Linked DNA regions of Mus musculus: region 1 is linked to region 2. Evidence: chromatin contacts called from public Hi-C data. All regions are on one chromosome and are shown on one strand. Each heading gives the region's core, a stretch centred on a gene start, on an enhancer-like site or on the middle of the called end of the contact. The rest is flanking DNA. Distances are from core to core; before and after follow the strand shown.

Region 1 (4,454 bases), core at 1,248-3,747, 220 kb after region 2:
AATTAAGAATAATACCCTTCTAAATGAACTTTTCTATTGAAAAGAGTAAACATGAAGTCTTAAATAAAATAGAATCTTCAAACCATGAACTTGTAGAATATGGCTAGCACTACAGTCCTGACTATATAGCTGGGTTGTTGGAGGCTATCAAGTGACTATTACATTAAAAAATGCTACCCATCCCATAAAATTTTATTGTAAATGAGATTCCATATGGTCATTATTAAACTATACTTTATAGTGGTAATGAAACAGGTGTTATTTTTAGTGACAAAATCCCCTGGGCTGCATCCTTGTATGCAGACAGCTGCAGTGTGTCACCCTTACTCTCATCCCTCTCCATGTTGGAATTCAACAAAGGGGACATAAGTGGATGTGCAATCTTAGGTTCTAAAGTAATACATGTTACTCAGAGTCACAGGCAGAGGACAGAGGAGACAAAGGAGACACCACTATCCAAATGTAGTACAGTTTGAGTACCAAAATAAGCAATCATGCTAACAGTTTATAACATGAATGAAATTAAAATTCATGATTTCATAGAAGGTAGGTAGACAGATTAATAGAAATACATACACATATACGCACACATACACACACACACACATGATAGAGAGATAGGCTGGCAGACAATAGGAATTTTTCCTTATGATAAATTCCAACTAAAGAATGTACAGAATAGATGAAGAGATGAGAGAACAGAGAAAGCCAGCAGCCATTGCCCTAACTCACAAGCACAGTTAAAAGCAGCAGCAGCGTAGGACACCCTGACATCAGTGCCTCCTGGTGTGCCTAGAAAGACATAACATAACTTTCATGGCATTTAGGCTGTAAATGTATAACCTGGGTCTAATCCAGACATAATGTCAGACAAACCCAAATTGAGGGACATTCGATAAGTAGTCACAACTCTGAAAATGTCAAGATGAAGAAAGACTGAGGAGCTGTTTCATAATAAGAGACCAACAAGACATAACAACTGCATGTCACACAATTCTGATGAGCCCCACACCAGAAAGAAAAAAACATAGACATGAATAATGTCCCTGGGGCGCTGACAACTTTTGAAAGTGGATGGGGACTAGACACTGAGATGCTAGCCACTGTCAGTCTCCACACTCAGATATTTGTTCTCAGTCCAAAGGAGAGAGTTCCTTGTTAGGAAGTAAACAAATAAAAGAAAAGATGAGCAATGTCTCCAACTTAGGGGGGAAATTACCTTTGGTTCCTTGGAAAGGACAATTTTTTTAAAGGTTTGTAGAAGAGCCAATGACACTAGACACAGTATTTTTTATATGAAGTTTTCATAGAGGAAACATATCTAAAATGTCTTATTGAAGAAGCAGTAATGAGGAAATAAAGAGAGGAAGAATGCACACCCAGAGACAGAGACAGAGAAGATAGAGAGCAGACGAAAGAGAGAAGAAAAAGAAAATGCACTGGCAACCTAAGCAAGAAAAAAGGATGCAAAAAATCCCATGCTTTTGAGTTCTACATTTCTAAAATTAAAAATTACAGAAAAACAAAAGCAGAGAGATGGGAGGGGAGGCATCAGCAAAAGGAGGAATAACAAGGAAATGTCTGCATTGTATAGGGATCACTCACACTGTTGCCTCTGCAACAAAGTCCACTGTGTGACTCTTTCATTTACACAGGGCTTGTAGTGTCCCACTTGGATCTCTCACAATTGAGAGTATCACACACACACACACACACACACACACACACACACACACACACCTTGCTTTACAGAGAACAGAGCAGAACAGAGGTATCCAACAGCAGTTAAGTTCTAAAGTAAAATGCATTAAAATATGCTTAAAATATAAAAGTACCTGAGACTGTTATAAATATTCTCTCATGGAGACTTCTACAACCTCAACAAAGATCTCTGAAAAGAAAGTTCAAGAACAAAGAGATTAAAATAGTCTCCGTTCATTGATTGATGATTTCAGTGTGCCAGGCACTGGTGGCATTAAGCCAGTTGTAACCTCTGTGTGTAGTGAACTAGAAAAGAGAGGATTTTAAAACTCACCTCTAAGTGTACTAAGATATCGTGGTCTTATTACAAATTACCATCCTTTATAAGTTTTTTCATTTTCTGTCATTTATCACTTTATAGCTTCCTGCTAGCCACCAATGACTGTATAACTCCATGACAAGAAAGTAGGTGTGCACAGTCCATCTGTACAGCCAGGTGTGCTAAGACAGCAAAAAGCTCCCCAGGAACACTGCAACAGGAGGATGACTGTGGGCCCTGCTCTCTTGCCCCAGGTTTAGACAGACTGAGCTGTCCTTGTGGCAGTCGCTCCCTGGATTAATTAACTCAGAATTAACTCTCAATGGCAATTCAGATTTCTGCTTTTAATTTCCCCCTGTGCTGAAAAATAAATAGGTCTAACCACATTTCCAGGCTCCTTTGCATGGGCTTTCTGTGCCTTATAGCAGGGCAAGACTCGCTGGGAAACATCTGGACCACCTCCAAGTGGGTATTTAGTTTCTTTGTTGTTGTTCAGGATAACCTAGCTAACCGCAGGCCTTCTCCACCACCACACTGCAATGTACCTGAACTAGAGCCAAGATGCCATCCCACAAGATGTACATGAGAAATGAAAAAGAAAGAAGAAAATGAGAAAGGAAAGAGCCAGGGAAAGGAATAAAAATTGTGAATATTTTCTCATTATACATTTTCCTCTCCTGACTTCACAAAAACGTGCAGACCTCGAGTGCACTGTCCTATTTGGGAATACCTCTGCTCTCTGCCCAGCCCAAGAAGATTATAGGATTATTAGCATGAGGTACATTCCTGGGATCCCAATCCCTGGGGCACATGCACAGGCTTTCAGCTTTGGGAGGGAAGTGGGGGCAGGGTGACAAATGCCTTTGGGGGTGTCTGAAGACATGCAGATGGCTTTCACAGGCTTGTGCCAACCTGTGGTTTGTACACTTCCTGCCTTATCCATACCAACTCTGTGCCAACCTCTTTCCCCCACACACCCCAAAATAAGTTAGTTTCTGCTCACTCAAGCAGTACAGGCTTGAAATTTTCTAGGTTATTTATTTATTTTCTTATATTCTTCTCTCACACATTACATTTTGAATGCAGTTTGCCCTCCATCCACTAATCCCAGTCCCTCTCCTCCCTTCTTTTCTCCTTCAGATCCACTCCTCTTCCATTTCCCTTTAACAAAAATGAGCAGGCATCCCAGGGATATCCTCCCTACATGGCCTAACAAGACACAACAAAGCTAGACCTAAACCCTCATATCAAGGCTGGATGAGGCAAGCCAGTAGGAGGAAAAGGGTCCCAAGCACAAGCAAAAGAGTCAGACACTCCTCACTGCCACTGTTAGAAGTTCAACAAAACACCAAGCTACACAAACATAAAGTATCAAAATTCTAACATAGACCTTGAAAGATCAATTCTCAATTTCATATGGAAAAATAAAAAACCCAGGATAGCAAAATAATAATAATAATAATAATCCTATATAATAAAAGAGCTTCTCAGGGTATCACAATCCCTGATCTCAAGCTGTACTACAGAGCAATAGTAATAAAAATGCATGGTATTGGCATTAAAAAAGATAAATTAAGGGAATAGAATTGAAGACCCCAAAACAAATCCACATACCTACAGATACTTGGTTTTTGACAAAGAAGCCAAAACCATACAAAGGAACAAAGAAAGTGTCTTTAACAAATGGTGCTGGTCTAACTAGTTGTCTGTAGAGGAAAATGCAAATTTTGTACAACCACTCCGGAAATCAGTCTGGCAGTTTCTCAGAAAATTGGGAATAGTTCTACCTTAAGACCCAGTTATACTACTCCTGGGTATGTTACCCAAAAGATGCTCTACCATCCCACAAGGACACTTTCTCAACTATGTTCATAGCAGCCTTGGGCATAATAGGCAGAAACTGAAACAACCCAGATGTCCCTCAACCAAAAAATAGAACACTGCTCAGCTATTAAAAACAAGGACATCATAACATCTGCAGGCAAATGGATGGAACTAGAAAATATCCTGAGTGGGGTAACCCAGACCCAGAAAAACACACATGGTATATATTCACTTATAAGTGGATATTAACCATAAAATATAGGCTAACCATGCTATGATCCACAGACTCAAAGAAGCTAAAGAAGGTTCAAAGAAGGATACCTAAATCTCATTCAGAAGGAGAAACAAAACAGACACAGAAGTAGATGAATACAGAGATGTGGGTGAAGAGGAGAAAGCTGGTGGAGATCGGGTGTGGGGAGAACGGAGGTGGGAGTAAGAGGTCTGCGAAGTAAGGGGGAATGAGAAGTATCTCTAGGACAAGTCAGCGACTTGGATAGGGGAGAGTCTTGGAGAATATGGGGGTGATTCTAGTTGAGACTCCTAACAGCTGAGAATATGGAACTTGAAGTGGCCAACTCTTATAGCCAAGCAGGACTTCCAGTGGAGG
Region 2 (4,604 bases), core at 1,131-3,630:
GAACAAAGCTGAGGGTGTTTCTAAGTGTGCTGCCCACTGCATGCTGCTGTACACTGCTTGAGCTTAAAGAATTCTAACAGAGAATTCTTTATCCCATCTAAGAACAGAATGCTTATGAATCAAGGGAGAGAAATTTTCCCTTTCTCCATCATCCAAGTCAAAGTGGGCATTAAAGTCTCTGGCTCTCTCTCTGACATCATCTCTGGAATCTGCAGTAAGTGACCAAGGAAAACAAAGTCCCTGCTTGGGAGTATTTGTCAGTATGCACAAATGCACAATTTCTCTGCCATGCACTGTCCTATGTAGGGCCTCTCAATGTGAGGTAGAGCAGAGCAACCTTGAAGGACCTCCCTGGTTTTGCATCTCTGGAAAGAGCATGGTGATTGCTCTTCCTAGAGGCAGGAGTTTACACAAAGACAAGGAGGCAGGGTCCATAGGAACTATTATATCCAATAAGCTCTGAATCCAGGGCAGGATCTATGGACCAGAATTGGTCTCTCAAGTGTCAGCTCTTCCTTCTATGAACATTCACCGTGAAGAACTGCTCTTTTGCTAAGACGCACATATCCAGGTAAATGTAACCAGACAAGGGCTATGGATCACTCATGCCTGCCATGTGCTACTGGGGCAGAGGGACTGTCTTGGGAATTATTCTCCTGTCTCCAGAACCTTGGATAACATAGAAACCCCTATCCTAATCCCTGCCTCAGAAAATGTACTCCCTGATCCTCTTTTGGAAGAAGTACCTTATAGCAGCCCTAAACAAAGGATTTCTAGCACCCAGAGGTGGGGCAGGGAGAAGGGCAGTTAAATAATATAGAGAAACTGTTCCCTGGACAGGGCTCTTTAAAAGCTGATGCCATCCATGGCTTGTCATAACCTGCTTTTCAATTTATATAAGAATCAACAGGGAATCTAATTTAGCATAGCTGAACCTTGGTGAGCCACAATCCTGCCCCTTACTGAATGAACCAGTTCAACAATTTCTTCCTGTAATAAATAATAGTGGAATTTTGTTTTGTTTTTTACTCGTTTTGGGGACATGTTCTCATATAGGCCAGAAAACTCACTATGTAGCTGAAAATGGCTTTAAACATCTGATCCTAGTCTACCCCTCCAAAGTATTGTAACATAAGCCCAGACATTCTAAAAGCGCTCATTATAATATCTAATACATATGCATAAAGTTTATATAGCACTTGCCTGAAAATATAAAACTATTAGAGACAAACAGCAAATGAGCCTTAGCATTGTAATAATTCCCCACAGGATCAGAGTGAATAAGAGGCACTTTCATATATGTATGTAACATACTTTGATCATATTTGTCACCTGCTATTTTAACCCCTGTCTTCCTTCTATCTTGCTTAATTTCATGCCCCTTTTCTTATCTAGGATGACATCATAGAAAAAGCATATTATATTATTCCGAGTGTGGCTTATTTCATTTAACACAATGATCTACAGTTCCATTCATTTGCCTGAAAACAGCATAAATCTTATTCTTTCTTATAGCTGAGTAAAAATTTTACAACTGAGCTTTTATGATACCAGACAGAACTTACAAGAAAGAAAACATGCATGTAGGGAATAAAATGGAAGACTGGAAATAAGGAAAATATCTAATAGAAGATATGCCCTTCTTAGAAGGCAGTAAGCTAAATACAGTAATAGAAATATGTAATACTTATTGGATGCTTACTATAAATAGGATCTACACTATACTCTCATATGTACTAACTACTGTAAACCTCATCTCAGTCATCAGATGAAGGATGTGAGGCACAAAAGGCTGAAGTAACCTCAGCATCACACAGCTATTGAATGACAGGTACTTTCAGACTCTGAAGAAGATATTCATGTGGTGAAGAGTGAACTGGAGATTTATTAGACTTCAGATATCTTTGTATCCTAGGGCCAGGCACATGCATAGTCAGTCAGCAAGCAATGACTTGTCCTAAGGAAGTGAGCTGAATTGAATGATCTGCAAAGAAGTGGAGAAGAAGAAAAATCCTAAGGTCATCATAGAAACTGAAATTGCAAGACCAGGAGCCAGAATATGCAGTACTCTGCCCTTGCCCCTGGATAAGCTTCAGGGGAAGTCCAGGAAGAAATCCAGAGGCACTGAATAGGTCTTTGGTCCTATCAGGAGACAAATAGAAGGTAAAGAATAGAGCAAGGCTCCACAATTCCAACTTGAATAGTACATTTGTGTACCATGACTCTGAGCACCAGGCATCCTCCATCTAGCGGCTTGTTTAAGCTCTGAAAATACATACCCTCCTTAATAGATGGACACTTATTTCAGTCTTGTCATTCAAGTGGCTAACTACTGTGACCACAACTTTCTCAAGAACGCTTGTCATGTTGAGACAAACCACAGGAATGACTGGGCAACACCCTGGGAACTCAAACTCTGAAGTATACTAACAGTTGTGTGACCCTAAGCACAGCAGTCTGGCTACTTCTCCAAATTCACTGCTTTCAGTCTAACAACAGAGTGGCTTAAAACAGTGCCTCCATCCATATATCCATCCATCCACATATTCAAGGCCATTCTGTATCCCTACCTGACCCTCCTCTATTACAGCTGCTCTGCTTGGCTTTGGCCATTTCCTCTCCTTTTTTCTTCTCCCCTCCACCTCACTTCACACAGCCCATTTCATTTTCTATCTCTCTAAAGAGAGATAGCATTTTCTCCAGTCAGGAGAATTCAACAGGCCAATGTAATAAACATTTTATGAATCTAGCAAGTGCTTGTCTGCCATTTTAATGTCTTAGTTATTTCACATGGCCTCAGTTACAGTCTCCCTGGGGCAACAGCTCTTCATTTTAGTTCCAAAGACAAAGCATGTAATCTAACTCCCAAATCCTACTAAAGGGCAGAAAATGTGGTACCCACTCACTCACATATTCTCAGCGAAGGTTTCACAGACATGGTTTTGTTACAATTATTTTGGGACTGGACTTTTGAATCAATTATACACTTGGTGGGTGCCAACAACATTTGTTCCTTCAATATCATGTTTTTAATAATTAGAAAGTATTTCTCTGGATCACATAATGCTTCAGGCTTGCCAAAAGCGAGCTCCAATAATGACTTCTGAGTGCTGTGAATGATTCTGCTGGGGCTGCCACCACAAAAATAACCTCTTCACCGAGTAGAAATGATTTTCTCTTAACTTGATCTGCTATTTGCCTAGATTTCACTTAAATAAGTTTGCCTTTGAAGACCAGAAACTTTCATACTGTTTATCGTTCAATCCAACTTAACTATCTAGAAAAAAGCTTTTATAGCCCTTCTAACATCAAACATTGGACACAGTGGTATAGAATGAGGTCATTGCTACTCAACATTTGCTGTGATGACCCATTAAGGAGGAGCAAGTATATCTCCCACTTGGCAGATAATTGTTCTTCCAGCCCAAGAAAGTAAGCCTCTGTCTATTTCGGATACTAAGGCTGAGGTTATGATGACTATCAATGCACTTACACTGCCAGGATTGGAGTCCCACAGGATCTCTGCATAAGTAACACAGGCCACCAAGTGTCTCCTTCTTGTACATGTCCCACCTTTGACCTTAGTCATGAGACTCTCTGCTAAATGTCCTCTATCCCTTTGTATGAGTACATTCAGAACATGCTGGAGAGTGTTCAGGACTGGCATACTATTACTGTTATTGAGAGAAATCATTTAACCATAGAATTTTCAAAGGTCTGTGAATAGAATCATAGGGAAGCTCCAACAGGGATAGTTATTGTGATTTTACAATGCGAGACTTCTGTGTAGTCAATCTCAGAGTTTCCTAAACTTAGAGTCAGTCTCACTGGACCAAAAGGATGAGCAAGTCCAGGAGTTATTTGAAAAAAAAAGGGGGGGGGGAGTTGGTTTTATAGAAAATTTTTGTTGTTTTGAATTTTTGGTAGGACTAGAAAATGAATGTAAGGCCTAATACATGCTAGGTAAGCACTTCAAAATGGAATAACCATAGCCCTAAATATTGGTCTTGAAAACACACACACACACACACACACACACACACACACACACACTAGTTCTTTGAGAATTTTGTACAATGTGCTTAAATCCTCTTCATGCCTGCCATAGACCTTTAACTCTTTCCAGATCTCTCTTTCTGTCTGTCTCTGTCTCTGTGTCTGTCTCTGTCTGTCTCTGTCTTTCTGTCTCTCTGTCTGTCTCTGTGTCTCTGTCTCTGTCTCTCTCTCTGTCTCTCTGTCTCTCTCTGTCTCTCTCTCTGTCTCTCTCTGTCTCTCTGTCTCTCTCTGTCTCTCTCTGTCTCTCTCTCTCTGTCTCTCTCTCTCTCTCTCTCTCTCTCTCTCTCTCTCTCTCTCTCTCTCTCTCTCTCCAAATCCCACCCAACATTATATCCTCTTTTTTAACCACCAAGACCAATTCTTGGATGTGTGGTCTTCCACTGGAGTGTGGTCAATTTAACAGGATCTAAACTTTGAGTAAAGCCTAGCTCTGCCTCTCCTAGAAGCTAACAGTGGTTGAAAGCACCATGGCCTAGCTACCATCTGCCTGTTGGCATTTGGTCTGGTTCAAGCCTGTACAGGTTATGTATATACTGTTACAACCCCTG

The links. A called contact is a pair of places that touch in the nucleus more often than the background predicts.
Region 1: a Hi-C map of the C2C12 cell line shows a contact between it and region 2, with 1.9 times the contacts expected there. The contact joins two enhancer-like sites. A contact is called at or near these places in 1 of 15 datasets of contacts at CTCF or cohesin (the NIH/3T3 cell line), 4 of 484 Hi-C or Micro-C datasets (the C2C12 cell line, adipose-derived mesenchymal stem cells, muscle stem cells and 1 more) and 1 of 115 datasets of contacts at active chromatin or transcription factors (bone marrow-derived macrophages).

What each region holds. Positions count from the first base shown.
Region 1 is chr2:117,948,659-117,953,112 of GRCm38.p6, forward strand. All of the region lies in intron 8 of Gm13986 (predicted gene 13986), which reads right to left. Among named protein-coding and RNA genes, the nearest start is that of Gm25308, 130 kb to the right of the region's middle. Within about 2 kb of position 2,498, at least 50 of the 459 cell types and tissues checked have an H3K27ac peak or open chromatin away from gene starts, as enhancers often do. A contact at or near this core is called in the C2C12 cell line, where this site is marked.
Region 2 is chr2:117,729,076-117,733,679 of GRCm38.p6, forward strand. The region is part of intron 2 of Gm32210 (a long non-coding RNA gene); the gene reads left to right. Among named protein-coding and RNA genes, the nearest start is that of Gm32210, 26 kb to the left of the region's middle. Within about 2 kb of position 2,381, at least 38 of the 459 cell types and tissues checked have an H3K27ac peak or open chromatin away from gene starts, as enhancers often do. A contact at or near this core is called in the C2C12 cell line, where this site is marked.